Linked DNA regions of Mus musculus: all the other regions are linked to region 2. A link is a contact called in public HiChIP or PLAC-seq and promoter capture Hi-C data. All regions are on one chromosome and are shown on one strand. Each heading gives the region's core, a stretch centred on a gene start, on an enhancer-like site or on the middle of the called end of the contact. The rest is flanking DNA. Distances are from core to core; before and after follow the strand shown. Region 1 holds the start of Cntrl (centriolin). Region 2 has its middle 14 kb from the start of Gm39795. Region 3 overlaps Ggta1 (glycoprotein galactosyltransferase alpha 1, 3).

Region 1 (4,318 bases), core at 914-3,413, 150 kb after region 2:
ATGATGGCCCAGGAAAATGAGATGACAGCGGCATCTTTGCTTTGGAGAGCCTTCGTTCAGAACCTTTCTTCATTGCAAGAATAAAACCAGGTGGCCATCAAAACCTGTAAGAGTTTCCGAGGTCTTTAACAAGGCTAAGTCTCCACAGCTACTGAGAGTGTTACATTCTCTCTAGAGCTATCAGATCATATGCTGTCAACGGGAAGGCTATGGAATAGACTCTGCCCACACTTCTCCAAGCTTATGGACCAGTGCTTCCTTAACCTCTGATCAGCCTCCACAGAAGGAGACCTGGAAGGCCTGTCATTGACACATGCTCAGCTCAGAGTGTCCCTAGTTACTTCTTTTCTCAGTTTATCAGCTCAAACTTTTCACAGGTCCTTTCCATACAAGGTCACATACAGGAATATTTGACAACCAACACTTGTAAGCACTCTATCCTCCCAGAAGCTGGTCTGGGACACCATGCTCTACTGACATAACCCTGTTCTACTCCATGGCCTCCTTTGCTGGCTCATGTTCCTCTACTTCCTCTAAATGTCAGCGCTCCTCCACAATTCCTTTTTGTTCCCTTTAAACATCACCTTGGGCAACCTAATGTAGACCCTCAGTTCTCAAACGTACAGCTAATTTTTAGGAAAAAAAATATTTAGTGAGATAGTATATTAAGTAGTTTTCAATCCAATGACAAGTTGGTATCAGAAAAGGATATTGTAATAGAATGTTGCATACAAATCTTTATATAAGTTGAATTTGGCCTGAGGCTGCTTTCCTTTGGCCTTGAGTTTCCCTATAGCCAAATACTACCTTCATGTACAAAACGAAACTGAAAGCCCAGTTTAACAATATACTTTTGAAAAAACTAGCTGAGTGTGGTATCAGACCATCTTCAAATAAGACAAATGCTCATCTGCAACCAACGAAGCTGTCCTTGCAGATTCTATTTCTGTCCATAAGTGCTGTCCATTCTCAGAACCCTGATTCACTGAGAGGGTCAGCCTATGAGATAGTGTGTGTTTCTACATGCAGACTTCACAGGAGCTATGGCAACTCAGGGAGGGAAGCAGGGGTGTGGAACCATCACTTAATCTTTCAGTGATCCAGGTTTCTGGAACCCACTGAATACTTCCCTAATTCTATAGGAATCATTACTTAGAAGTAATAATTTACTAATCAGGGGAAGTAACATAGGACCTCATAATAATTTAATGAGGATTTGATAAGAATAATTCTAGATGGTTTATAATTTCAGATTTTTTAAGAGAAGACTATGATGTAGGATACAAAATAATTGAATTGTCTAGTGATATAGAATGCACTGCAACCAGAGACATGGGAGCCAAATAAACCCTTTCCTCCCGGAGTTGCTTTCTGTCACAATGTCTTACCACAGCAATGGAAACCTTAACTAAGACATCTAGGAAGTGGTTAAGGGACATGCCCAGAGCCCCAGTGAGATGGCTCGGTGGGTAAGGGCATTTTCTGTGCTAATTTGACGTTCTAAGTTCTGTATCTGTAGCCCACGGAAAAGTGGAGAAAACCCGACTCCACAAAGTTGTCCTTTGCCCTCCATATGCGCATCACGATATGTGTCCCGTGTCCGTCCCCCCACCCCCATCATCCACACATGCTTCAAAAAGGAAAAAAGGAACAAGCTCAGAGTCACAGAACTGAGGTTAAACAGCAGAGCCCTCAGGACCGCCAGCCCATCTCCATCGCAGTTATCCCGCAGACGGTGACACACCCCGGCACTCTTCCCTCTCTGCGGGAACCTCATCCTTCTAAGCGCCGCACCCCAACTTTGCGACTCAGCAGCGCCCCGACCTAGGCTGTGCACGCCTCTCCTCCCCTGCCCTCCCTCCCCTGCCCACGCCGGCCCCGGCCCTCCTCCTTCCCGTCCAATCCCCTTTCCAAGCACACTCCCCCGCCCCGAATGCGTCCGGAGCCGGCACACCTCACGCTGGACCAGGGCTTTCCGGCCTTTGCCGCCCGCCACCCAGGCTCGGTCCGGACGCCGAAGTACACTCACCGCCTCAGCACGGGAAGGAACGGCCTAGCGGGAGGGGCGAGGCGGAGACGCCGGGATACTTCCCCTCAGGAGACCGACAGCACAGCAGCCATTTTGTTGTGTTGTGCCGGTTGCCGAGAGGGCCAGCTTGGTGTGGGCGGGGCTTGTTATCGCCACGCCCCCGACACGGACTAGTGGACGGGACGGGGCGGAGGCGCTTCCCGCCACCCTTGCCGCCTCTGCGCGCGCTCAATTTGGGGGTGCGAAGCTTCCGGGTATGAACCTGGCGGGCTGTGGTCAGCCCTCTGGGCGCCGAGTCTGTGAGGAGAGATTTTTTCCACTGAAGCAATGGGGGAAGGCTTACGTTCCTCTCCCTAAGGCAACAACCGGAGGAACCAGTATGGAGATGTTCACAGCATTCGATCTTGGGATGATGGAAGGCAGGCCTTGAGCTCTCCCGTGTCTCGATGCACACTATCCTTTACGCGACTATTTTGGAGGCAAATTGTCATACTTGGAAACTGATCGAGCCGGACGTGGCTGCACCTCAAGACTGCTTGGGCTCCAGTGACCATTCACTTGAGCTATATGATCCTAGGATTCACAGTCCAAGAGTGCCCCTTATGTTAGTACAAAAGAACTAAAGCAAGCATTTACAGAGACTTGAGCAGATCATGCCCCAAAGAGCAGCCTTCTACTGTATTTCCTAATTGTCTGCACCATGTGCTTGCGGAGGCCAGAAGAGGGCATCAGATCCCACATAACTGCAGGTACAGACCTTTGTGAGCTGCCATTTGGGTAGAGGAATCGAACCTGGGGCCTCTGGAAGAGCAGTTATATGCTCTTAAGCACTGAGCCATCTCTGCACCCTCTCCATCATCTTTCTTAACTACCTTGTTCTCCAGTCAGGCATTAACGTTTCCTTTCTTTACCACAAACTTCCTGGCTCATTTTTCTAACACTTTTACAAATTTCCTTTCTGCCTCAATTTCTACTCTCATGTAACATATAATCGTCCCCATTTCCAGCAGTTAACCTTAATGATTTGAAAGAACTTAGAACAGTAGCTGATAAGTCTAATTTTTATCATTAAGCAAGACTTCTTAGAAGTCAACTTTCATCTTAACTCTGAAAGAAGAGTTTAACCAAGGGCAGGTGTTTGCTTGGCAAAGAGAACAGCTTGTACAAACCCCAGGAAGGATTGGGAAAGTTGGCAATGAGCTGGACATTAAGTAATTCAGGGCGGTTTGAAGAAAACATAAGTAATGCACAAATGCAGTTCAGTATGAATTATGCAAACGTCTGGTGTGGTGACGCTAAATATGAAGGGGAACCTTTTAAGCAGCATGAAGCCTGTTTGTAGAAGCTGAGGTCGTTTGACCTAATGGGAAGTTCTGATCATTTCCAGCAGGAGGCACTATTGGATCTGGTGGGCATGGTCCTCTCTTTCTCCGCAACTTTGCAGCACAATTTTTGGCTGTTGGAAAGCAAACTCTATGCAAAGATCTATTTAACCTTGAAAGGACTTTGGACCTATTTTCAGACAAAGTTCAGATGTTAGGTATTAGTTCAGTGTACATTGGTGAGATTCTGGTCTTTGGTACTTGTCTTTCAGCCAGAGACTTGGATTAATTGCACAAACTCATGATTGTTTTCCCTAATCTGTAATGGCATTCAGATGAGTTCCATCGTCAGATTACACTGTGCCAGAGTCAATTCATCAGTCCAGTCAGTAGTCATCAAAAAGTACACACAAAATCCAGGGGTCTCTCTCGGAACACTCATTTTTCTCTGCTTTCATGTTGCCCTATTTTCCTCCTTTATAGAGATATAGTAACTAACCTTCTCTGGGTCTAGCATGGTGGAAATCTTGGTTGTACCTCCAGCCTCAGATACTTGCCATGATTATTAATAGTCCATCTTAGCACACTGGAAGAGGCACCCCCAACAAGAGTAAATATACAAAAGAGTGAGGGCAGCTCACATTCCATGCTAATTTATTCCCTGGTATGAGCTGTAATTTTTCTGGATTACATTTAGATTACAATATAGATATTAGCTGGGGAGATGGGAAGGCCATCTGGCTTCTGGCTGTGACTTGTCTCCAGGGCTGGAAGATGAGCCAGGGCACAGTGACTTAGGTTTTTCAAGATCTTTTGTCCAAACCCTGGCAAAGCTATTGAGATTGCTCTTCTTGGATTCTCTTACGAAATCCACACTAAATACTCTGAGCATCACCTTTAAAAGAGAACCAGAGGAACTTGTCAGGCAGAGTCGGCCAGCTTCCACCATTGCCATTACTGTGACTTC
Region 2 (4,172 bases), core at 902-3,401:
TTTAAAAAAGACCATTTATAGAGTCAGGCAGGCAGTTCCCAACTTCTAAAGGAGTGTTCTAGAATGGAGTGTTCTCATGCTTTATTGAGAAATGCTCTAGGAGAATGCAAAGGGCACAGAGCCCAGGCTAGCCCATGAAAACCCTACTCTGAATGGCATGCATCAACTGGCTTCTACTTCCTGGCCTGAAGCTCGAGAAGCCAAGTACACATGATCACAAAAAAAAAGAAGAAAAAAAGACAAAACAAAACAACAAAAAACAATGGCCCTCTCCCTTTTGCTTTGGTCCCAGGGTATTTTAAATCAGATGAGAAAACAGAAATTCCAAGAGTCTGAATGGTCTATCCTGGCAAAGTACCATGTCATCACTCCTCAAGACCCTAGGAATGGGTTGGGGCCCGGTTGGGAGAGTGCTTGCCCAGCATGGAGCTCTGGGTTCAGTCCTCAGGACTGCATGCTATCAGGCACAGTGGTGCATGACTGTAATCCTTGCTTGGGAGGTGGAGGTAAGAGTTCAGGTTATTTTCAGCAACATAGTGACTAGCCAGCCTGGGCTATAGGAAACCCTAAAAACAAACTAACAAAAAATGTAGGAAGCTGGTGTTGAAATCCTAACTTTACTCTGGAAACCAAAGCCTAGAGAGGCAAACTACTCAGGACTGAACCAGGTTCCCTCTGCTCTTTGACCTAGAATCTCAACTCTACCTTTTTCTGATACTTGGCTGTGCAAAAGATTTGTTGAGAGAATGAACTGAAGTCTAATGTTTTAGGAAAGTGGTCCCTGGATCAGAAGTCTAGAACAGCTAGACTTTAGATACCCAGCTACAGTACTCCTTCAAGAATACCATTTCCCCACCAAGTGTGCTAGGAACAGGGACCACTGTTATTCTTCCTGAGTAACAATTTGGCAAAATGTAACAAAAGCTATAAAACACATCACAACTGAGCCAGGAGCTCCATTTGTAATAATGAAGGAAGAACTCAGGGGCAAGCAGTAGCTCGGTGGGTGGAAGCATTTACTGCAAGACTCATGACCCCCAGGGTGGAGAGAATATATTCCATAAAGTTGTCTTCTGACCTCTGTTCCCCTGCCTTGGCATGTACACACACACACACACACACACACACACAAATGTAAATAAAAATTTTTAAAGAACATATTAAAAAATTGCTCACTAGGATGGACTTACTCCATGGACAGGCAATGGACAGATAACAATTATATACACATAAAAATAATGAAATAAATCTTTTTTAAGAAGGAAAATACAGGAAGGAAACATACCAAATTTTGTAGTGGTGGCAGTTATGGATAGTTCTTTGGTTTTGTTTAGTTGGTTTTGGTTTTATCCTTTAAAAGAAATTCATTTTCCAAATTTTCTATCACAAGCTCTTGTTACCATGAGGAAGGAAGGCCCATGAAGAGATGAAGCACATCCCCCAGTCAGGCCACTAAGCCACCCTGCAAATTTAATTAGTATTTACTCAGCCCAGCCCAGCCACAGCCACAGCCTCTACAACAGAGAAATCAAGAGCCCCACCCTCAAGGCTGACTTACATGGAATATATATATCTTTTGCTTGATAAGTACTTGAACCAAATGATAGATCTGTTGAGGTTGGAAAGTAACGAGACACCCTTTGCTTAACCAACTTAGCAAAATAAAGGAAGCCCACTCCCTCCAGCCAGGCTCCCTCATAACAGTTTCCCACCAGGCTCCATGGCTCAGACCCTTCTGGAGTCTTCTCAAAAAAGCCAGATTAGGAGAGACAATAACCAGAAAAAATAAAAAAATAACAAAACAAAGCCGAAAACTGATCAGATATGTTGGGACACAATTTTAATACCAGCATTCAGGAGCAGAGGCAAGTGGATCTCTCTAAGTTCCGGGCCAGCCTGATCTACAGAGTGAGTTTTAGGATAGCTGGAGTCCATTAAAAAAGCACGCCGGCACCAAACCTTACCCTTCGTTTTGTCAGCGCACAGACAGGGACCCCAACCCAGGCTTTTAGCTGCCTAGCCTCACCCACCACACCCTCTGCTTTTCTCTCCCCTACCCTGCAATTGCCCCTGTGGTCCAAGGCAGGGCAGGAGCAAGTAGGCACGTCTCTCAAGAAGAGGGGGAGGGGAAGTCAGAGGCAGAAGGAACTAAGCCTGCCTGTGGTCTCCAAGTTCACAAACCACATCAGGCTGAAATATGACACACGCTCATTCAGCTGGAAGGAAGGAGATATTTTTACTTAACCTCCCTCGGCTGCCTAAACATTGATGGCCCAGCTACCCCCACCCCCACCCCCCACCACCACACGTAACTCCTGGGACCCGCTTTTCTCTGCTTCAGCCCACATTTTCTTACAAGGTAACAGGGCGACTCCCTTTCCAGCGCTTCTTGGGGATGTCTAAGAGTTTGTCAAACAGTAGAAAGGAAGAATGCAGTTCTGGCTGGGTGCCCAGCTAACAAAAGACCTTGCCTGGGTCCAGGAGCATTAATTTCCTAAAAATAGATAGGAGACTGATCCACACTCTGCAGACCTGTTGATGGTAAAGAACATATGTGTTTATAAATAGTCCCGAGGCCTCTCCAGCGTTCCCGAACTGTGCATGCCAAGGCCCCAGCACACATGTAACAGCTGCAGGCGAGGGCAGGGGAGGGGGGAGGCACATCTGTATCTCCAGGGCTGAAGTCAGGGGACTAGAGAGACCCGTAGATCCCTGGAGCTCCTTGGCCAGTCAGCCTACTGAATTGCTGAACACCAGGTTCACAGAGGGGCCAGAGAAATGGCTAAGCAGAGTGACCACTTCCTACACACACCTGATGACCAGAGTTTGGTTCCCAGGACCCAAGTAAAGGTGGAAAGGGAGATGGACTCTACAAAGCTGTTCTCAGACTTCCATGTGTGTGCCCACACACATATATCACACACCCACACAGTAATAATAAATTAATAGCAAATACAAACGTAATAAAAAATAAAGTAAAAAGTGATAGGAGATGTTTGGAATTGACCTCTGGCCTCTGTGAATGCACTGATGGATGCACACCAGAGTACACACATGCACACACGTGCACACACACACATACACACACACACACACACCTAAGCTATCACTTGTAATTTCTCTTTCATTCTCTTGCCCTCTAACTTATCACCTCCAGTCAGCAAATACTCAAAAATTGTGGGCTGGGGCCAGAAGAGTTTCCTTGAAGAAAACCAGAGATCAATGTCTCAGCAAAGCGCTACAGGCCTGAATGATACCATCTCTATGGCCAGACAACATGTCATCTAAGAGCCAAATTTCCCTTCTGGAGTTAGGGGGAGGAACCCACAGGCTCCAGATGACCAGGAAACACCACGTCCTCCCTCCTGTGTACAGTTCTCCCTGTAACAGTGCGTGTCCTTGCACAGACCACTGTTCACAGTGGGACAACCAAGACAAGGCAGCCTATGTGACTGACTGTCCCTCGATTCATAGCTATAGTCTCTTTTAATTTAGAATTATTTTCTTAAGAAGAAAAACAGCAACAGGGAGACACTAACCGTAACAGTATCTACCTGCGAGCTTCGCCTCATCTGTTTTCAGATAAAATGTCCAGCTCCCATAAACCTGAAGCTGAGTTTCCAGGATCTGCCATTGATCTGCCCAGCAGGCATTGCTCTGGGTTGGATCTGCCTGCTGACTACCAGGCCACCTCCTCAGGGCCTCCCCATGAACTCCCACCTCAGTCACTGCGTCAATGAGAGTTCTTGGTCACTGCCCTGGTGACAAACTTGTCCCAGTATCCTTGTCAGTTCTGCCTTCACCTAACACTCTCAGTCCCAGGACTCCAACCCTGTGCCCTCCATTCTAGTCATGAAGGATGCTCAGTGCCTTTGCACAAGCTTCCCTGCTTCTTAGAATAGCTCCTTCCCCAGCCCTCTTCCCCTGGCAAACTGTTACTCATTTCCAAGGCCTGGCTCACCCAGACACAATTAGTCACCCGCTCTTACATGGCTGAAGAAACTATCACCTAGATGTGTCAAGATTAGAAGTTTAGGGAGCTCTCCTTAGGGCTCCTGGGCCCCTCCAAGGTCAGGACCAGAGCACAAGCCAGAGAATGCCACATCAGGGTAGGAGGGAAGGAAACAGATTGACAGGCGAGCTTCCCCTGGCTCTGAGAGTCCCTAATAAAA
Region 3 (4,310 bases), core at 1,388-3,887, 150 kb before region 2:
CAAAGTCACTCCACTAGCAGGAGGAGATCGTGACCACAGGCTCTCAGGTCTGCAGGGTCTCCACCATTCTGATTTCCCTGCCCCTTATCCTTCAGGGGTCCCAGGGATGAGCAGAGTGCTCAGGGCTGCCCAGAAGGGCGCAGCTGAGGCCCCTCAAGTCCACTCTCTGCCTTTAGCTCAGCTGCCTTTTGCGTGTCCATGTTTCATGAGCTGCATCTTGACGTTCACTTTTTCTAGTGCTACCCGACCCTTAAAGTTCAGGACCGCCTCGATTTCTAGATGTGTTTATATTCTTTTTCATTTCCTAGAATTCCAGAGGTTGGTGAGAACAGATGGCAGAAGGACTGGTGGTTCCCAAGCTGGTTTAAAAATGGGTAAGGGATCAGGATGGGTTCCTAAGTCCCTGAAACCCACAGAGGACCCATGGCCTCCTCCCTCCCTTCTTCTGGCTCACTGGACTCACTCATGGAGTCTCCTCATTGCTGTTGTTGTTTTTGTTGTTGTTAGCTTCTATTGTTATTGTGAGGGGTGGGGAGTGTGTTTGTGTGTATGACGTGTGTATGATTGCAGCTGTGTGTACACCATAGTACTCATCGGAGGTCAGAAGGCAGCTTTCAGGAGGCAATTCTGCCTTTCCAGTACGGGTTCCAGTGTGTGATCACCAGACTCAGATGCTCAGGCTTTCAGGACAAGCAGTTTTACAGGATGAGCCATCTCACCAGTTCAGAGGAGGCTAACTTACAAGTGGAATTCTGAGTGTCTCCCCGCTTCCCTCCCCCTCCTCCCACTCCCTCCTCCCCCCCTTCCTGTCTGCCTTCCTCCTTCCTCTGCCCTTTCTTCTCCAGTTAAGGGTGAAGTTCAGGCTGAAGTGGAAATTTCAGAATAGACACAGAACAGAAATGTCCCTTGGAGTACTGTTCTGAAACATCTCACCGACTTCTGAAATAACTGAGGGTTACAGGGTCACTGGAACCTCAGCCCCTGACCCACATGGTGGCCAGAGAGGCAAATGCTGTACCTTTTATCAGAAGTGTGTAGGGATCAAGGGGTCAGTGCCCTGAGTCCTCCAGTCCACCCAGTGGTGTGAGTGATGCCTTCTTTCCCTTGAGACACGAGTCATGGAAGCCACCTGTCCTTACCAACTTTGTCCTACCTTTGTCCACAGGACCCACAGTTATCAAGAAGACAACGTAGAAGGACGGAGAGAAAAGGGTAGAAATGGAGATCGCATTGAAGAGCCTCAGCTATGGGACTGGTTCAATCCAAAGTAAGGACAGACAGGAGATTGGGGTGGGGGGTGCTGAGTGGGGTTCTGAGGAGATGCTGAGGGGAGTGCTGAGGGGGTGCTGGCAGGAGGGGGTGCTGGCAGGAGAGGGTGCTGGCAGGAGGGGGTGCTGGCAGGAGGGGATGCTGGCAGGAGGGGGTGCTGGCAGGAGGGGATGCTGGCAGGAGGGGGTGCTGGCAGGAGGGGATGCTGGCAGGAGTGGGTAGACCTTCCTCAATGGGCTTTGGCTAAGAAACTAAGATCTGGGTGCTTTGAACCAGACTGAACACTGTGGTAATTGCAGCAGGAAATGGCCAGTGGTAGGTTAAACATAAACACTGGGTGTTAAGGACTTTACAGGCCACATAGGATGCTGCTGAGAAAATGACAAGGTCTAGGGTGAGCCAAGAAAACTCTCTCTAGATTCAGCTAAAACATATCCATGAGGTAGAAATTATGAGCTAGGAGATCCCAGAGCCAGGAATCCACTCCGTACACAAGCAGAGAACGCGTGTCTATCAGAAACTAGGAAATGGTAGCTGGTGTTTTCCAAACTGCTGCTCGCTACCCACTCACGTTCTCAGAAAGCAGCCGAAGTATCAAGCCTAAACAGACTTTAAAAACAAGCAAGGAATGGTAGCGTTGGTGCAGCGGGCAAAGCACTTGCCGTGCTAGTGTGCAAACTGGAGGTCAGACCCCTGGAAGCTGTGTGAAGCCAGATGCAGTGGCCTGCGTGTGTGAGCCCAAGCATAAAGGTGGAAATACAGACAAGAGAATCCCTGGAAGGTCTTAGGTCAGTCAGGCTGCTTTAGGAAGTGGGAACCCCCAAGAAACCCTGCCTCAAACATGGTGGGAAGTGAGAACTGTCACCTGTGGTTGTCCTCTGACCTCCACATGTGGGCTGTGGAATCTGCATGCCCACACACTACATACACGTCACACACACACCTACACATAGCATTGAAGTATAAGAGATGATCAAAGTGCATACCCTAAGGATGAGTGTTTGTAAGTAGAGTTTTGTTTCTGTGCATATGTGTATTATTTGCATATAATATAAACTATTTCTTCACTTGATCACAACCAAACTTGTAGTTCTTTCAAATTAAAGCTTTAAAAGATACTGTGTTAGGCACTGTGTTGGGGACACTATGATACGTTTAAGAAGTTCCTCATCTCAGAACTGGGGTTTCTTAGCTCAGTAGCGGAGTATGTAGTTAGCATGCATGCGACCCTGGGTTGATCCCAAGGACTAATATCGAAAGAAGACAGGAAAGAAGGGAGGAGACGGGATGGGCAGGAAGTGGGGAGTGGGTAGAGGGGTGGGGTGTGTGTACGTCATAGTCCTAGAGGGCAGTAGATGTTAAGGTCATGTGATCAGCTGACGGGAAAGGTGTGATCAGAGCTGCCCAGGGCGACTGTCAGCCCTGGGAGACTTGTGATTGATGGTTCTTCTAGGAAATGGACATTAGGAACTGCCACAGGCTTAGGACCTGAGAGGTGGCACTGTGTCGTGTATGTGTTAAGGAGTTTCTGGGTGGAAAGCCTCAGCTGCTCATGAGCTTGGCTGAAGATGAGCTGAAGACAGAAGGTGAGGTGTCATCAGGCTACAGGTAGCAGGGAGATCTGTAGTCACAGATGAGGTCATTGGGGCAGAGGAGTAGGACCGGGTGTGTTCTGTCTCAGCCCTGGAGGAGCAGGCAGAGAAAGAGACCTCTCAAGGGGTGAGGCACAGCTGTAGAGGAAGGAGAGAACAGTGCCTCGTTCTTTTTGACGGAGCTCAGGCTCTGGAGAAACTGGAGATGTTCTGGCAAGTCCACTGAGTTCTCAGGAGATTCATGCCAGTGTGCAAGACTGAGAATTCCATCCTGCCCGTATCTTACCATAGGCTGGGCATGGAGTAGCTGCCTGGGACACTATGAGTGTAAAATGTTGGGAGCACTGCAGCTTTGCTAAGCCTCTTAGATGGGGATGAGGTCCGGGGCCTAGACAGCTAGAGATGGCAGCTATGGGGATGATGTCTAAGAGCTAAACAGCTAGAGATGGTGCCTATGGAGGTAAGACACCCCCGCCCCCCCACAAACCCAGGGCTAGACAGCTAGAGATGGCTGCTGTAGATATCTCAGCTCCGCCCCAACCTCTTCTTTCTCATTTCCCATCTTCTTAAATACCTCAGTCCTAGCCTGGGAGAAGTTTTCCGTTGTCCACCAACAGTAAAATTCTATTATCAATTCTCCCTCTCAGATTCTTTCCACAGCCTCTCTCCCTTCCATAGCCACCTCCGCTGTTTGTGCTGACATTACCTCTCTATTGGGATTGTACAGCTTGTGTGATGTGTGTTCCACATCTTTCCTCAGTCTACTGTGTGCTTCATAAGAATTTTAAACATCGATTCATTTATTTGTGTGTGGCAAGGCCCGCATGTATAAGTCAGAGGACAACCTGTGGGAGTTGGTTCTCTCCTTCCACTGTGTGTGTTCCTGGGATCAAACTCTGGCTGTCAGCTCCCACGAAAGTGCCTTTGCCTGCCGAGCCACCTGTCCAGCCTAATACACAGAATTGTAATACTTCCTCTAGCTAACCCGTGGATACCACTAATGTACCTGTGCATGAAGACATACAGTTGGGCATGAACTCCTAGTAACCTAGAGACCCGGATGCTCTATTGCAGGAGGTGGTCATTTTCCTGAAGTTTTTGCCCCCTATGGTGGACCTGGCCATACAGAGGTCACACAGTTTGAGTGCCCAGTGCAGAAGGAAGGGCATTTGAGTGTCACATAGCACCGTTTCCTCCCGCTCTTTAGAACCTTATCATGGCGGTCTTGGCTCAGGCAGTTGATAGTATCACAGTGGCTTCTTTGAGGGGATGTGCTTGTGGGTTTTGATGACTGAGCTTGCTTCAGGCACAGTTTCCCCCTAGAAACTGGAGTCCCCTCATCCTGCCTCCCACCTGCTCCCACCTGCACTTCCAGGCTGTTGTCTGGCTTCTCCGTCACGCGCCACTGACATGCTGAAATTGCCAGTGGAACTGAACAATTAATGACCG

What was found. Promoter capture Hi-C pulls out the DNA fragments that hold promoters and counts their contacts. HiChIP or PLAC-seq counts read pairs in DNA pulled down with a chosen protein or histone mark.
Region 1: a promoter capture Hi-C map of pre-B cells shows a contact between it and region 2, with 3 times the contacts expected there. The contact joins the promoter of Cntrl here to the enhancer-like site in region 2. A contact is called at or near these places in 2 of 39 promoter capture datasets (liver and pre-B cells), 1 of 484 Hi-C or Micro-C datasets (LSK cells), 1 of 115 datasets of contacts at active chromatin or transcription factors (the SCID.adh cell line) and 2 of 9 other capture datasets (adipose tissue and pancreatic islet).
Region 3: a contact with region 2 is called in a BATF HiChIP or PLAC-seq map of CD8 T cells, with 5 read pairs. The contact joins two enhancer-like sites. A contact is called at or near these places in 1 of 39 promoter capture datasets (liver), 3 of 115 datasets of contacts at active chromatin or transcription factors (CD8 T cells, effector CD8 T cells and memory CD8 T cells) and 3 of 9 other capture datasets (adipose tissue, embryonic stem cells and liver).

What each region holds. Positions count from the first base shown.
Region 1 is chr2:35,107,341-35,111,658 of GRCm38.p6, reverse strand. It overlaps Cntrl (centriolin), which reads right to left and starts at 2,163. Exons shown (of 44, transcript NM_001379274.1): 1 at 2,030-2,163; 2 at 1-104. The coding sequence starts at 73.
Region 2 is chr2:35,257,885-35,262,056 of GRCm38.p6, reverse strand. It overlaps a transcript of Gsn not described here. Among named protein-coding and RNA genes, the nearest start is that of Gm39795, 14 kb to the left of the region's middle. Within about 2 kb of position 2,151, at least 86 of the 459 cell types and tissues checked have an H3K27ac peak or open chromatin away from gene starts, as enhancers often do. A contact at or near this core is called in CD8 T cells, the SCID.adh cell line, memory CD8 T cells and 1 more, where this site is marked.
Region 3 is chr2:35,410,283-35,414,592 of GRCm38.p6, reverse strand. It overlaps Ggta1 (glycoprotein galactosyltransferase alpha 1, 3), which reads left to right. Exons shown (of 8, transcript NM_001145821.2): 5 at 309-374; 6 at 1,166-1,267. Among named protein-coding and RNA genes, the nearest start is that of 4930402F06Rik, 15 kb to the right of the region's middle. Within about 2 kb of position 2,637, at least 24 of the 459 cell types and tissues checked have an H3K27ac peak or open chromatin away from gene starts, as enhancers often do. A contact at or near this core is called in CD8 T cells and memory CD8 T cells, where this site is marked.